Regions from separate parts of the Anas platyrhynchos genome. Here region 1 is linked to region 2. The links are chromatin contacts, called in public Hi-C maps. All regions are on one chromosome and are shown on one strand. The core of a region is the stretch at or near the end of the contact, and the rest is flanking DNA. Distances in the headings are between cores, read along the strand shown.

Region 1 (3,334 bases), core at 136-2,635, 92 kb before region 2:
CCAGCTGCATTAATTGCCCTCCAGCTGCATTAATTAGCCTCCAGATGCATTAATTGCCCCCAGTCTCATTAATCACCCCTCCAGCTGCATTATTTGCCCCACAGCCGCATTAATTAGCCACCCCAGCGGCTCTAATTACCCCCACTTGCATTAATTGCCCACCCCAGCTGTATTTATTGCCCCCAGCTGCATTTTTACCTCTAGCTGCTCTAATTATCCCCCAGCTGCATTAATTACTTACCCCAGCTGCATTAATTACCCACCCCAGCTGCATTAATTACCCCCAGCTACATCACTTCCCCAGATGTTTTAATTGCCCACCCCAACTGCATTAATTGCCCCAGCTGCATTAATTACCCAGCTACACTACTTACCCCAGTTGAATTAATTACCCCCAGCTGCACTAATTACCCCAGTTGTATTAATTGCCCCCAGCTGCACTAATTAGAGTACCTAGAGCTGTATTAATTACTCCAGCTGTATTAGGTACCCCAGCTGCATTGATTACCCCAGTTGCATTAATTAATTACCCCCAGGTGCCTTAGTTACCCCAGAGCCACGCTAATTACCCTTAGCTGCACTAGTTACCCCCACTAATTACCCCCAGCTTCACTAATTAACCCTCCCAGATGCATAAATTGCATCCAGTTTTACTAATTACCCCTCTCAGCTGCACTAATTACCCCCCCGCTGCACTGATTACCCCCTCTCAGCTGCATTAATTACCCCCAGCTGCATTAATTGCCCTAAACTTCACTAATTGCCCCTCCCAGCTGCATTAAGTGCCCCCGGGCTGCACTAATTACCCCCTAACAGCTGCATTAATTACCTCCAGCTTCACTAATTACCCCTCTCAGCTGCATTAATTGCCCCCTGGCTGCACTAATTACCCCCTAGCTTCATTAATTACCCCTCTCAGCTGCATTAACTGCCCCCCGGTTGCACTAATTACCCCCCAGCTTCACTAATTACCCCTCCTAGCTGCACCAATTACCCACTACTTCACTAATTACCCCTCCCGGCTCCACCAATTACCCCCAACTTCACTCATCACCCCTCCTAGCTGCACCAATTACCCCCAGCTTCACTAATTACCCCTCCCATCTGCATTAATTACCCCCAGCCTCATTAATTACCCCCCAACTTCAATATTTCCCCCCCCCATTTGCACTAATTACCCTCCAGCTGCACCAAATACCCCCCCAACTCCACTAATTACCCCCCAGCCTTACTAATTACCCCTCCCAGCTGCCCCAATGCCCCCCGGTTTCACTAATTACCCCTCCCAGCCTCGCTAATTACCCCCTTTAATCACTAATCCCCCCCGGCCGCCATTTTGCGGCTCGGCCACCAGAGGGCGCTGGCGGCGCGGCCTCGCCGCCTCCTCCCACAATGCAGCGGGACGGCCGCGGGCTCCGCGCGCCTCCTGCCTTCGGGCTCCGTTCGGCTCCGCTCGGAACCGCTTCGGCTCCGCTCGGCCGGGCTCGGAACCGCTCGGCCGGGTTCGGAACCCTTCGGAACCGCTCGGAACCGCTCGGCTGGGTTCGGCTCCGCTCGGCGGGCCGCGGCCGCGGGGTGAGCGCGGAGCCCCGCGCAGCCCCCGCCCGCCCCAGGTAAGCGCGGCCCCGGCTTTGATTTTTTCCCTTTTTATTATTTTTTTCCCACTCTCGTCGCGTCCGTTTGTTTATTTACCGGGTTAGGTTTGAATTTGACCTTTTACTTCAATTCTTTTTTCCGCTTCTCGCGTGTTATTTACGCGTTCACGGTACTTTCCCCGCCTCGCCTGATTTGCCCGATTTTATGGATTTCACCGCATTTTTGTCGGTTCGCCTTCCTTGGGGTGCTGCGGTTGTTTCACCCCGCTTCTCTTACCTTATTTCACCCGATTCCTCCTACTTTATCCATTTCACCCCCCTTTCTCTTACTTTATTCCACCCAATTCCTCTTTATTTCACCCCTTTTCTTTTATTTTACCTATTTCACCCTCTTTCTGTTACATTTTTCACCCCCTTTTTCTTACTTTATTTCACCCATTTTCTCCTACTTTATCTATTTCACCCCTTTTTCTTATTTATTTCACCCCCTTTCTCTTACTTCATCCATTTCACCCATTTTCTAGTACTTTTTCACCCCGTTTCTCTTCCTTTAATTATTTCACCCCATTTCTCTTACCTTATTTCACCGATTTTCCTTTTCTTTCATCTATTTCACCCCCTTTCCCTTACCTTATTTATTTATTTCACCCCATTTTTCTTACTTCATCTATTTCACCCCCTTTCTTTTACTTTGCTTACTTATTTCACCCCTTTTCTCTTATTTCATCTATTTCACCCCTTTTCTCTTACCTTATTTCACCCTTTTTTCATCCTTTTTCTATTTCACCCCTTTCTTTTGCTTTCTTTCACCCCATTTTCTCACTTTTTCAGCCTCCCCCCACCCATCCCTTGGACATTTCCCCCCCCATCCCCTCCCCATCGATTTGGGTGCTCGGGGCGAGGGCTGGGGGCTGCTGCTCCTTGGGGGGGATTTTGGGTCAAAAACAAGCGAAGTTGGGGTTAACTCGTGCCTGGCGGTCCCGCTGCGTGCAGGCGGCTGCACACATTGAGGTGAATGTTGCTGTGAATTTGGGGATTTGGGGGAAAATTGGCTGCTTTCAAAGGGCCTCGGAGCCCCCTGTGAGCATCCCCCGGAGCGGAGGCTCGGCCTCTGTGGGTTTCTCCCTTCCCCTGGGGAGATTTTGGGGATCCAGGAGGATTTGGAGAAGAGGGGGAGGCTCTGACCTGGTTTCTGGTCTAAAAACCAGAGATTTGGCTAAACCCCCCTGCTAAGGAAACATTTCTGTGCTGGGGGCTGGAGGATGCTGTCCGTGGGGGGAGGCGGTGTAGGTCGTGCCCCTGGGAAGGGTGCCCATAAAAACCCCAAAACCCTGAGATATTTCTCTCCCTGTCCCCATCCCCAATTCTGTAGACCCGGGACCAGGATGTGTGCTTTGGGGGAGGGGGAAACCTCATAATCCCTGCAGAAAAGTTTGACATTTAGCAGCAAATTACGGAATTGCTCTGGTTTGGCTCCTGTCTTTGCTTTTTTTCCCACTTTCCTGCCCCAAAATCAGTCATACACAGCCGAAACACGAATGTGAGGGACCCTCTCCTCCTTTATCACCTCCATCCGTGCTCGTGGCTGCGGTGATTTGGTCCCCGGGACATCCCGAGAAGGGTTTTGTGGCCGTGGGGTGTGTTATGATTGAAGGCTGACGGTTATTTCCCTAATCTCTTCTATTTCCCTGCTCTCCCTTTGGGATTTCCAGCCCCGTTTGCCTTTATTACCTCTCTTG
Region 2 (3,103 bases), core at 124-2,623:
AGCTCTGTCTAACGCTTTTAAGATCTTTTTGGCCAGCATGGCCATGAACAACGCCAGGAGCAAATGGATGTATTAAACAGGTTTGGGCTGAGTTTCGGGGTTTCGTGCTCCTTCAGTCAAAAGAAACTTGTGGAATGAAATCACCTCGATTTGCTGACAGGAGCAGAAGTCTCTAATATGGTGTGTGTTGTGCTGAGAAGCATTTTATGTCTTGTAGTTTTAAGACAAACATCCTAAGTGCGTAAACTGCTGAGGTGATTTGGAGCTGGGAGCCATGGCAGCGACTTTGTACAGCACCACGCTTGGTAATACCACTGGTGGCAAAGGTGTTTAAGCAAAATTGACAAGAAAAGGCCAAAAATAACCAAGGTAAAGACAGCCAGAAGTACAAAATGTGAGGCAGGAGGGGCTGGGGTTTGTGTGAAGGTCCTAACAGTGCTGCTGTGCTCTGTGGTTGGAGCCTCCCCGTTCCCTCCAGGGGAGGGTGGCTTTTTGGTGAATTTGTGTGCCTTTCTTTTAGCTGATGGGATTTTTTGAGCTCCCCAGTGCTAGAATCTCGCTGGGTGAAGGTTACTGGTGAGTAACTGGTGAGCCGGAGCTCAGCATTTCAGCGCGCGCCTCACGCTTGCTGAGGCAACTTTGGTGGGTGCTCACCCAGCTCTTGGCTCACAACCCCTGAAAAATATGATCAAAAGCCATCATTAACGTGAGGGAAGGGCAGGAGAAACGGCCCTGGGTGAGAGATGGAGAGCTTGATCTGGTTGAATAAGAACTGAAAGAGGGTTTGGTTATGGCGCCGCCCGGTCCCGTGTGGAAGAGGCCTGCTGAGGGAGCTGATGGCGGATCCCTCAGAGGAGCGAGTGGTTGGCCTTAGGTTGGACGTCCTGAGGGACACTCAGAGGAAGGATAGATTCCCCCATCTCTTAATGTCTTCAAAAGGGATTCCTTTCTGTCAGAGACACCTGAGGTGGCCACAGGTCAGGCCTGAGAAGGGGCTCCTGTGAGCGGGGCCTAACATCGGCAACATGGCTGAACTCACAGCTCCCAGCCCCACCAGCCATTTGCTGCTGGTTCTTCAGAAAGCATTTGGAGATCAACCAGTGCCAAGAAGTTTGATCTCCCAGTAACGCTGTCGAGCTGTTGTTTCACAGCAGCTTCATGGCACCTCAGGCTGAGAATATTCCAGAGAAGAGCCGGGCTTCAAGGCCCTGCCCTACCACCAGAGGAGGTCCCACAGGGTGACCAGGCCACCTCCTCTCGTCCATAAATCCCAGATTTTGGCAACATACCGTGCCTTGTGTACATATAGGGGTGTGTATGGACACCACAGTGGCTGCCTGCTTTCTCCACATGCATGGCACGGGGAGGTTGAGCTGCTATTTCTGGAGGAGTGCTTGGAGATACCCGTGGCCAAGGACACGGCCCGATAAGGCGCCGCTCAGCTGTATTTTAGGTTTGTGATGAAGTCAGGAAAAATTGCTAAATCTCACTTAATGCCACGGGAGGGAGAGGATTGGACTTCTTTATACTTGGCTGGTGTAATAACCCTTCCTTTTTCACCTAGCCTAATAAGTTCCTGAGTGCATTTGTGCCCGTAATGGCCATTTCACGCCTGACAAATCTGGCGTTTTCTGAGGCCCATTGAAATGGAAAAACCTTCGAAGAGATAGGAATGTTGCAAGTCCCCGATTCGAATACTCCTCCCCTTCCCCCTTGTAACCTGTTTTTACAAGATTAGCCACTTGTATTAAAGGAGAAAACCTTCCCAAAGGTTCACTTGTCTCTTTCTCAAAGGTTTTATTTCCCATCTCATAACGCGATGCCCTTGTTTCCCCAGCTCAGGATGCAGTGTGTGTGTTTGAGACCCAAACCCGGTCCTGCCCGAGGAAAAGGCACTGTGCTGAGCCGTCCCAGGAGGGCAGAGACAGGAGGAAGGTTTGGTCCCTTCTCGAATCGCTGCCTGCACGTCCCCGTTTGCTTTCCTGGTGCAGTCACCCAGGGGCAAGCGCAGGGATTTCCAGATGCCGCTGACTAGATGGCTGATGCCAATTAGCCGCATCCTAAAAGCGCTGTAAATTGGGACAGTTCCTTTGAAAACAAGGCATCAAAGGCAGGAGCTTTAAGTTGCTTCGAACTTTCGCTTGTGCTCACGTGGTGGATGTGCTTATTGAGTCTCGGAGGCATCTGGCTCCTCCGTAGCATCCTTCTCTTTAGGGAAGAGTTTCGTGCCAATGCACCGATCTCTCCACCCTCTGTGCTGCCCTCTTGCAGCTCCGGGGAGTGGAAATAATTTGACATTTTGCAAATGTACAAGCTGAGTCTTTCCCGAGAAGCTGAATTGAGGACCTGCAGCAAGTAGGAGGCTGCTCAATGCAAAGCCGTGGACATTTCTCAGCGTGCTGATGGGGCAGAAAGGGTTTTCTGCTGCTCGGCCCCAATTCTTTCTCTTTTGTCCTCTATCCATGTGTCTTCAGCTGGTCCAGCAGGAGCGGTAGGCAGGACCTTGCCTGGAAAGCATTAAATGCATTTCCGATGGCCTGGGTCCAACTTCTGCTAATCCTCACGAGTCAGACACCCCCGGACTTCAATGAGATCAGCCTCGGGGAGGAAATGCCACGGTACCAGCAGCGGCACAGCGTGCTGCGTGCTCTTAAGCAGGAGGATAAATTATGCATCGGCGCTGCTTTTAATAACTCTGCAGCCTTACCGGAGGGCAAGCCCAGCAACAGGAGGCGAAGCAGGCAGTCAGAAACTGGTCGTGGCCACAAGATTTCAGAAATGGAGCCTCTTTCAGAGGCACCGTGTCACACCCACAAGGACCTGACACCCGTTTTAGGGTGTTGATGAACTGGAAGGAGCCTAGAGCTGCGCCATTCATTCCCCTTCCTGCAATAAATCGTGCTTTTGGTGGCTCTCCAGCAAAATATTTTAATGCCTTCTCGTTGAACGCTCCATTTTTTGCCCCCAGTTGTTCCTGCTGACAGCTGAAGGCGCCAACACGGGCTTCACGCGGGAGTTTAATCGCGCCAGCTGTCACACGGGTCCCCGCCACAAATATTTTCCCCCTGTTAATGGCTTTTTTATGTGACCAAACGTAATCTTG

What was found. A called contact is a pair of places that touch in the nucleus more often than the background predicts.
Region 1: a Hi-C map of liver shows a contact between it and region 2, with 2.5 times the contacts expected there. The contact joins the promoter of EXTL3 here to the enhancer-like site in region 2. A contact is called at or near these places in 3 of 8 Hi-C or Micro-C datasets (liver, skeletal muscle and subcutaneous adipose tissue).

Annotation. Positions count from the first base shown.
Region 1 is chr3:118,889,247-118,892,580 of IASCAAS_PekinDuck_T2T, reverse strand. It overlaps EXTL3 (exostosin like glycosyltransferase 3), which reads left to right and starts at 1,385. Exons shown (of 9, transcript XM_038177715.2): 1 at 1,385-1,613. LOC140002274 (a long non-coding RNA gene) reads right to left here. Exons shown (of 8, transcript XR_011808622.1): 3 at 3,327-3,334.
Region 2 is chr3:118,797,876-118,800,978 of IASCAAS_PekinDuck_T2T, reverse strand. All of the region lies in intron 5 of EXTL3 (exostosin like glycosyltransferase 3), which reads left to right. Among named protein-coding and RNA genes, the nearest start is that of INTS9, 78 kb to the right of the region's middle. Within about 2 kb of position 1,373, at least 2 of the 8 cell types and tissues checked have an H3K27ac peak or open chromatin away from gene starts, as enhancers often do.